2 separate regions of the Sus scrofa genome follow, and region 1 is linked to region 2. The links are chromatin contacts, called in public Hi-C maps. All regions are on one chromosome and are shown on one strand. Each heading gives the region's core, a stretch centred on a gene start, on an enhancer-like site or on the middle of the called end of the contact. The rest is flanking DNA. Distances are from core to core; before and after follow the strand shown.

What was found. A called contact is a pair of places that touch in the nucleus more often than the background predicts.
Region 1: a Hi-C map of retroperitoneal adipose tissue shows a contact between it and region 2, with 2.2 times the contacts expected there. The contact joins the enhancer-like site here to the promoter of MAF in region 2. A contact is called at or near these places in 6 of 47 Hi-C or Micro-C datasets (epiblast stem cells, liver, psoas muscle and 2 more) and 1 of 2 datasets of contacts at active chromatin or transcription factors (skeletal muscle).

What each region holds. Positions count from the first base shown.
Region 1 is chr6:8,526,828-8,530,971 of Sscrofa11.1, reverse strand. All of the region lies in intron 2 of MAF (transcription factor Maf), which reads right to left. LOC106510470 (a long non-coding RNA gene) reads left to right here. Exons shown (of 2, transcript XR_002345300.1): 1 at 1-2,773. Among named protein-coding and RNA genes, the nearest start is that of MAF, 60 kb to the right of the region's middle. Within about 2 kb of position 2,656, at least 11 of the 83 cell types and tissues checked have an H3K27ac peak or open chromatin away from gene starts, as enhancers often do. A contact at or near this core is called in liver and retroperitoneal adipose tissue, where this site is marked.
Region 2 is chr6:8,465,864-8,470,327 of Sscrofa11.1, reverse strand. MAF (transcription factor Maf) reads right to left here and starts at 1,592. Exons shown (of 3, transcript XM_021097066.1): 1 at 426-1,592. The coding sequence starts at 1,546. It overlaps LOC106510467 (a long non-coding RNA gene), which reads left to right and starts at 2,941. Exons shown (of 2, transcript XR_001308967.2): 1 at 2,941-3,064; 2 at 3,580-3,630.

The DNA.
Region 1 (4,144 bases), core at 1,407-3,906, 60 kb before region 2:
AGTTCCATCTTTCTAGAAAGTAATTATTTTGAGTATTACATTTTAAAATCACGGTTTAACAAATACCTCCACTGGCTAGCATTTATAGTAAAGAAATAATCAGAGGTTCCAACAAAGATTCACATATAAATATGTTCAATGCAGTGTTATCTGCAATAGGAAATAAATGGAGGCAACATAAATATTCGATAATAATTTGATGATTAAATTGTTTTGTTCAAAAAGTAAAATATTCATCAGACTTGCAAAAAATGATTTTTGGACAAAGTCAATTTTACAGAGCCTATCACTAAGTAGAAAAATACTTCCAGGTGTGCATACAGGATACAAACACTCAAAAATCGTCTGCAACAGCAAACATTCTCCAAAGTAATAATAGTAATTTTTCTCTGATGGGATTATTAGCAATTTTTGCTTTTTCTTTTTCTTTTTTTTGGCTTTTTTCCTAAGTATTAGACTATATTATTTCTGTAATTAAAAAAAAAAAAGTTTAAGTACACACGACCAGATCAATCTCTCCCGGGGGCCACTACTGGGAGAGGCTCCCATTGTAAAGCTATTGTTGCTACAGGTTAGGAATTGAGACTGAAGCCCTAGGGCCACTGCCAAAAGGACCCTGATGGCCACTAGGCAGGTGGAGCACTAGAGGTTGTCCAGGAATGTCGGGGGTGGGGGATTATCAGACAGCACAGAATACAGCATCTCCACATCACCCCCAGAGAGGGCATCTCCAGAGAGGACTAGCTTACCATTCAGGCAGCAGTACTACTTCCCCAGCCCTGAGCTCTGGCCTTCCTGGTTACAGGCAGAATCACAAGAACCAAACAATCCAGATAACAATCTACCAACCACTCAACCTCGGAGTAAAATCAGTTGCTCTGAGCCCAAAGGTGTGCACATGCCAAAGGACTGCTGGCTGCCTAACAAGAAAACTGGCTGGGGGGCTGGGTCAGCACCTTGTGGGGTCCCTTCTGCCATCACCCCGACCATCTTCAACAGCTGCCCAGTGCCCATGGTGAGCTCCCTGGCAGCTGCTGTGGAAAAATGGACACCTTGCTGGGTGTCTGCTTTCCTGGCACCACAGAGACAGGAGCATGACCTGGTGAGGTCCCAACCAGGTGATTGTTGTTGATGGACTTTTTCACAGCCCAGACTGGAAAGAAACAACTGTGCATCTAACTATGAGCCCTGGACCCCAGGGTTCACTGCAGCACTATTCACAACAGCCAAGACACGGAAGCAACCTAAATGTCCATCTACAGAAGGACGGATAAAGAAGATGTGGCACGTATATAAAAAGGACTATTAGCCATCAAAAGAATGAGATAATGCCATGTGCAGCAACACAGATGGACCTAGAGATTATCACACGAAGCGAGGTCAAAAAGAGCAAGGCAAACACCATGTGATATCACTTATATGCGGAACCTAAAATACGACCCAAATGAACATACCTACGAAACAGAAACATAGGCACAGAAAACAGACTTGTGATTGCCAGGGGTGGGGGTGGGTAGGGATGGATGGAGAGTTTGGGATTAGCAGATACAAACTATTAAGTATTGGATGGATTAAGAAACCAGGTCCTACTGCACAGCACAGGGAACCAGATTCAATATCCTGCGACAAATCATAATGGAAAAGAATGTATATACACACATAAAACTGAATCACTTTGCTGTACACCAGAAATTAACACAACATTGCAAATCAACGATACTTCAATAAAATAAGATGCACATGACTAGGGGCATCAAAACCAATCATTTTCTGTTGCACGTAGGCAAGAGCGGCTCTCTTAGGACAGTTGGGAGAAGTCAAGATGTTGGTCCATGGGAGAATTGAGCATAATCAAGGTTGGCTGCTACTACTAGTAGTACTACTACAATTGCTAGTACCATTACCACCACTACTACTTTAGTACTGCAAGTATCAACTACCGGTGTTATTACTGCACTGCTACCACTCCTGTTGGTGTAGTACCACACCACCACTAATACTATCATGATTGCTGCTGCTACTGTGACTGCTACTATTACTGCTATCACTACTGCACTGGCTGTTACTACCACCACTGTTGTTACTGCTGTGACTGCTACTACTGTGACTCCAAAAAGCCCACATGCACTGACTGCTACCACACATTCCCGAACTGGGGGCAATAATCCTGATTCGAATTACTCTGCCTCACCTCCAAAAGCTCTCTCCCAACTGGCAGACGATGCACACTAGGTGCAGAAAACACCTGCACCCATGGTTCAAGTCCTTGTGGAGTGAAGCAATAATGCCAAGAGCTGGGAGAAGGCCTTGCTGGGCCCTGGCAGGGACTCTAGGTCCATTGCTACCTCAGCGCCACCCCAACACTGTCACACAAGAACGACTCTCTTTTTCAGGAAGAGGAAACCCAGGCTTCACTGATAATACGACAAGCTCACGTTTACACTGCAGGTGAACGACAGGCCTGAATTCAAACAAAGCACTACCAGTGCTCCTGGCATCCCTAAGCTACTAGGATTTTATATAATGAGAAAAGAGCTTCAGGGCTGGCCCGGGCCAGCATCCTGGTGGCATGTGATAGGCTGGCTCCTCCCAGTTCTCCTGACTCCAGGCATTGCTGCCTTTCGGTGACCACGCATGACAGTTCACACAGCCAGTGGCCGGTCAGTGGTGGGCACTGGGCTCCCAGAAGGATGCCAGTCCAGGAACACCCAATGGGCCCTCAGTGCTCTGGGGAGGTGCTGCGATGCTGGTGGCCAGGAAGGCAAACAGGAAGGTGGGTTCCCGGGCCTGCAAGGGCCTCTCGCTAGCTGGGCCTGGTGTCCCCAAGGCCCCCAGTGTGTGTTATTTTTGGACAGGGCCACGTGATGAGTAAGTGCCTGTTGGATTAGATAGAGTCAAGGCCAGCCTCCCGACTGGCGTCGTCCAAGCGGCTGGGGTCAGTGGCTCCGGGTTGGGGCCTATGGCAAGGCTCCAGATCACACCTCCCCCACTGCCCCCAGAGCCTCCGTGGCCCACGGACAACAAAGGGAAGCAGTCCGAGAAAGAGGGAACTGCTTTCCCACTCTGCAGGCCAAGCGCTCCAGGCTGTGCGCACGGGTCCAGTCTCGTGACTGTGGCAAAGCTGCTCGGGCCCCGGGGCAACTCGCAAGCTGGGACTTTCTGGGGCCTGTGCTCTGAGGGGTCAACCGGGTTTCCTGGGCTGGAAGGGCTTAGCTTCCTTCCCTTTTGGGACTCACACCTCAGCCCCGTGGCAGTCGATGACACTGCCCTTGGCCTTGGTTAATCTGGAGTCGCCATGGCAAGCAGATCATGAGAGGCTTCGTGAGGAGTTCAAGGTGCTTGTTTCTAAGTGATTTAGACCCTGAATGGTCTTTACATCATACGTTGGCAGAAGCTTGCCTATAAAAGAAAAGACACCATCCCTTTCTATGACATTTCAGCCTTTGGGGCCTGCATGTGTTTTATGTCTGATCTTACATCTCTCTGTCTTCCTCTCTCTTGCAACCATGGAGGCAATAAAAATCAAATGTTAGGATTTTTTACAAAAACTTATTATAGTTTATTCACATTGGTCTTTCCATTTCTGCAAAGTGACCCAATCATACATATACATACACTCTTTTTCTCATACTGTCTTTTGTCATGTTCTATCACAAGTGATTGGCTATAGTTCCCTGTGCTGTATATTCAGACCTCAATGCTTATCCATTCTAAATGTAGTTGTTTGCATCTACTAACCCCAAATTCCCAGGCCATCCCACTCCCTCCCCCGCCCCCTTGGCAATAAGTCTGCTCTCCACGTCTGTGAGTCTGTCTCTGTTCTGTAGGTAGGTTCACCTGTGCCATATTTTAGATTTCACATATCAGTGATATCATGTGGTATCTGTCTTGCTGTGACTTACTTTACTGAGTATGTCTAGTTCCAACCAAGTTGCTGCAAATGGCATTATTTTGTTCTTTTTTATGGCTGAGTAGTATTCCATTGTGTATATGTACCACATCTTAAGATTGTTTTTAAGCAGAACCATGTCACTTTGAATTGTGCATTCCACTGGACAAAGTTATTCAGCTGATAATGTGTTACAACCCTTAACAACGTAATGAAAGAATATTCTTCCCAAGCTTTTAAAAGAGGGCAAGAGAC
Region 2 (4,464 bases), core at 343-2,842:
AAGAAGAAAAAAAAAATATGAAGGATGCAGGCTTCAAAGGTGAGTATGAGGAACTCTGCCGAGATTTCTGAACATTGTGCAAGTTGGGGGGGGGGTAAAAAAAACAAAAACAAAAACAATCTAGCAAGTTATGGAGAATTTCAGATTGGCAATCCATGAGCCAAACAACCAGCCCCTCCCCGACTGAAAAACAGCCACCACCACCAACTCTGAGCAGGGTGTGTGTGTGTGTGTGCGTGCGTGTGTGTGTGTGTGTGTGTGTGTGTGTGTGTGCAGGGGGCAACTGCGGGGCGGGGGGCAAGCTCAGGAGGGGAGGGGGCGAGGTGGTGGCGAGCAAGGCTCTGGAACTGGCAAGCCCACACCCGAGTCGGACCCCCATGGAGCACTTATCAAGGTGGCTAGCTGGGATCGCGTGTCAGACTCACATGAAAAACTCGGGAGAGGACGGGTTGTCGCTGCTCGAGCCGTTTTCTCGGAAGCCGCTGCTCACCAACTTCTCGTATTTCTCCTTGTACGCGTCCCTCTCGCGCACCAGCCTGGAGATCTCCTGCTTGAGGTGGTCGACCTGCTGCAGCAGCTGGTTCTTCTCGGACTCCAGGACGTGCCTCTGCTGCACCCTCTTGAAGCGGCAGGACTGGGCATAGCCGCGGTTTTTCAGGGTCCGCCTCTTCTGCTTCAGCCGGATCACCTCCTCCTTGCTGACCCCGCGCAGCTGCCGGTTCAGCTCGCGCACCGACATGGTCACCAGCTGCTCATCGGAGAAGCGGTCGTCGAAGTGCAGGCCGCCGGCGGCGTGGTGCGGGTGCAGGGCGCCCCCCGCCCCCGCCGCTCCGCCGCCGCCTCCGCCGCCGCCGCCGCCGCCGCCGCCCCCGGCGCTGGCCGGGCCGCCGCTGCCCGCGCCGCCCGCGCCACCGGCCGAGGCGGACGCGCTGCCCGCGGCGCCGGGCGCGCCGGCCGTCGGGTGGTGGTGGTGGCCAGCGGCGTGGTGGTGGTGGTGGTGGTGGTAGTGCGGGCCCGCGCCGCTCTGCGCAGCGGCCGCGGCGATCACGGCGGACACCACGGCGGCGGCGGGGCCCATCTCCTCGCCGCTGCCGCCCAGGGAGGCGCCGGCGCCGGCCCCGGCCGCCGAGGCCAGCTGCTGCGCCCCGCGCGCGTAGCCATCGAAGCCGCCCTGGAGCTGGTGGCTGTTGCTGATGAGCGCCTCGACCGCGTCCTCGGGGCTGAAGCCCAGCGCCTCGGGGTTCAGCTGCTGCGGATAGCCGGTCATCCAGTAGTAGTCTTCCAGGTGCGCCTTCTGCTCGCTGCCCGAGCCCGGGCTGGGCGCCGAGAAGCTGGGGGAAGGGGGCACCGAGCTGCACGGCGTGCTCATGGGGGTGGAGGACAGCGAGCCCCCGGCGATGAGACGGCCGCACTGGCTGATGATGCGGTCGGTCTCCACCGGTTCCTTTTTCACTTCAAACTTCATCAGATCGAAGTCATTAACATATTCCATGGCCAGGGGACTGGTGGGCAGGTCGGAGTTGCTCATTGCCAGTTCTGATGCCATTCTCCTGCCGCCGCCGCCGCCGCCGCTCCGCCAGATGGGCTGCAGGAGAGGGGCCAGCGGGCTGTGCTGGGTGGCCAGCGGGTGAGCCAGCTTGCCGGGCTGGGGCGCTTCTAGCTCGCGCGGCGGTGGCTGGCCCGAAACCTCCGAGCGCGCACACACCCCCCCGCCCTGCCCGCGCCCCCGCGCCCGCCCTCCCTCCCCCTGCTCACGCCAATGTGCTCGCTGCTCGCCCGGGCCCCTCCTCGCCTGCTCGTCTCCTAGCGCGCCGAGCCGGCGGCTTCAGGCTCGGGAAGGTCCTCCGCGGGTTGCGGTGGCGGCGGCGGCGGCGGCGGCGGCGAAGCCGGAGGAGCCCGGCCGGGTGCGCGGCGTCCCCCGCTCGCCGCTCCGCTGCGCCCTTTGCATAAGGAGGGCTCGCCTCGCCGGCCTGGGCTGCAGGCGGGGCGCGCGCGGCGGCCGCTCGGGGCTGGAAGCGCGGCGGGCGGCTGTCCGGGCGGCGCTGGCCTTGGCACGGGGGAGTTAACACTTCATGCTTCTCGCCTCCTCTTCAGCCTGGCTCTTTTTATTTTTTTTTTCTCTTTCTTTCCTCTCTCTCTCTCTCTCTCTCTTTCTCTCTCTCTCCCTCGCGCTCTTCCTCCCTCCGTGCAAAGTGCAAGACAGAGGTGCAGCCGGGCTGGAGGAAAGGGAGGGGGGAGTTGAGTTCTTTCTTGGCTTTTTTTTTTTTTTTTTTTTTTAAAGCAAAATAGCGAAGTCCCGGGGAAAGGCGAGGCGGAGAGCAAAAGGGGGGAGGCCGAGCCGACGAGCAGCCCGAGCTACAGCTCGAAGATGAAAAAAAGATTTTAAAGCCTCTGATCCAGCAAGAAGAGTTTAAAGCAATTGCTGAGTTTTATAGCACTTGTGACGTCAGGCCCAAATGGGAAATTGACTGGTACTCCAGACCAATGGGAGGCGGCCGCGATTAGCATAATAGTGTAGAGACAAGGAAACTTTTCGGAGCTGTCAATCAGGGCCCAATCAGCTGACTGTCAGCTGGGACGGGCAGCCTTAACCCTTCCCGCTCCGCAGCCTCCTCAGGAGGCTGCAGAGCCGGGAACAAAGTTTGGTGTAAGAGGGGAAGGAGTTTTCCAGCGGCGCTGTGGGAAACCAGGTGGACCGGGAGGCCGATTTGCTTTACTTTGGAGCGAGAGAGGCCTGCCTTCCGGAGCCCCAGCTTGCCTGCCACTCCCTCAGCGGAGATTGGCCTGACCCCCACTCTCTGGATCCTGTATTCGCCAGGCAGCTTCTTCTCTTTACTCCACCTTCGGCACCCGGGTGTCCACCCAGGGGACCTTCCTTCCCCGAGCCTGGCACTGCCCGGAGCTCAAACTTGACCCAAACTCTTTGTCCCTCTTCCCGGAGCCGGCGCGTGGGGGTGCAGGGGTCCCGACTGCGCGCAGGACGTCGCCCGGCCGAGCGCCTGCCAGGGCGATTCGGAGTGGCGGAGACAGAAAGCCCGTTTTATCACACCCTCTTTTAAAGAAGGTGAAATAAGTTGTTCGGGGCCATTCCAAGCAGGGGCCTGCTGGCGACGCGTGCCCTTGGGGGGAAAGAACTCCTACGCGAGTTAACTCCCCCGCTCACCCTCAGGCTTCCGACTCTGGCCCCAGTTTGGCCTTTGAGATTCATTCTCATTCTCTCTCTCTCTCTCTCTCTCTCTCTCTCTCTCTCTCTCTCTCTCTCACACACACACATACACACACACACACACACACAGAGAGAGTCATCCACCCCCTTATGAAATCTGACTCCTGTTTATCAGGGTCCCGCGCGCCCTTTGCACTTCTACGTTTCACCTAATTATTTCAGACTTGATCCTGACGCGGAACGAGGGGAAAAAAACCCAACACCCTAGCCTTCACAAGCTTCCCTCGAAGGGTTAAATTTTAAACCGCGGTTTCTGGACGGGCCCGGAAACCCAGAGTGGGGGTGGGGTGGGGTGAGGTGGGGGCTACTTCTCCCCTCCGGTTGCAGATGTTAATAACTATTCAATTTTCTAGATCGATTCTTCTAAAGCTTATGCAAAAAAAAAAAAAAGAAGAAGAAGAAAAGAAGAAAAAAGAAAGAACCAACAATTCTGTTTCTAAGATTTTAAAGCGATAGGCCAGTCGGAGACGCCGAGATTTATTTGAGGGAAAGCAAGAGTGCGCGAAGCGGACCCAGCGTTTGGAAGACCGGCCCGCTTGCTTGGATGTTGGACTGTTGATTTCTCCAATTAATGAAATGCGTTTGGTGTTAATCATATTTATTTTATGGAAGGGGGAGACGCTAGGAGGGTGTATTTAAAAAAAATCTTAAAAGCCTGCAAAACGATCGAAGAGTGAAAACTATTGTTGGAACGAGTTGGTTTTTACCTCAACAGCGCCACCTTTCGGCAAAGGTCAGTTGAAATTGATCCGTGTCCAGTTTTGTTGATGAAATGAAAAGAAGCTGCTTTCCTAAGGTGGGAGGAGGAGAGAGGCACAAAGTTAGAGAACCGCCCTTGTTAGAAGAAGGGCTGAAAGCAGTGCTGGCAGGTGCGAGAATCATTTTTTTTCTCTTTCTCTGTCCCCCTTGTTTGTGGATAAAGAAGCCAGAGGACACAGGACCCTTCTCAGAGTAATTCTGGCCGAGAGACTTTTTGCAAGAGGATCCCGTGTAACAAGCAAAGCCCGATACCCTTTAAAAATGCCAGGATGGATTTTCAGCGGGCTTTATGGCAATATCAATAGAATGAAAGTTACTTGTAATTCAGTGATAAATGAGATGTCTCTAGTAAGTAAGATTAAGTGCAGTGCTATAAAGTTGTTTATCTGAAAAGTAATTCTCAGAAAACCTGACTTCTGACACTTAGTCATATATTAAGCCAGCTTCTTGAACATTGCACTTCAGAATCCTCTCACCCA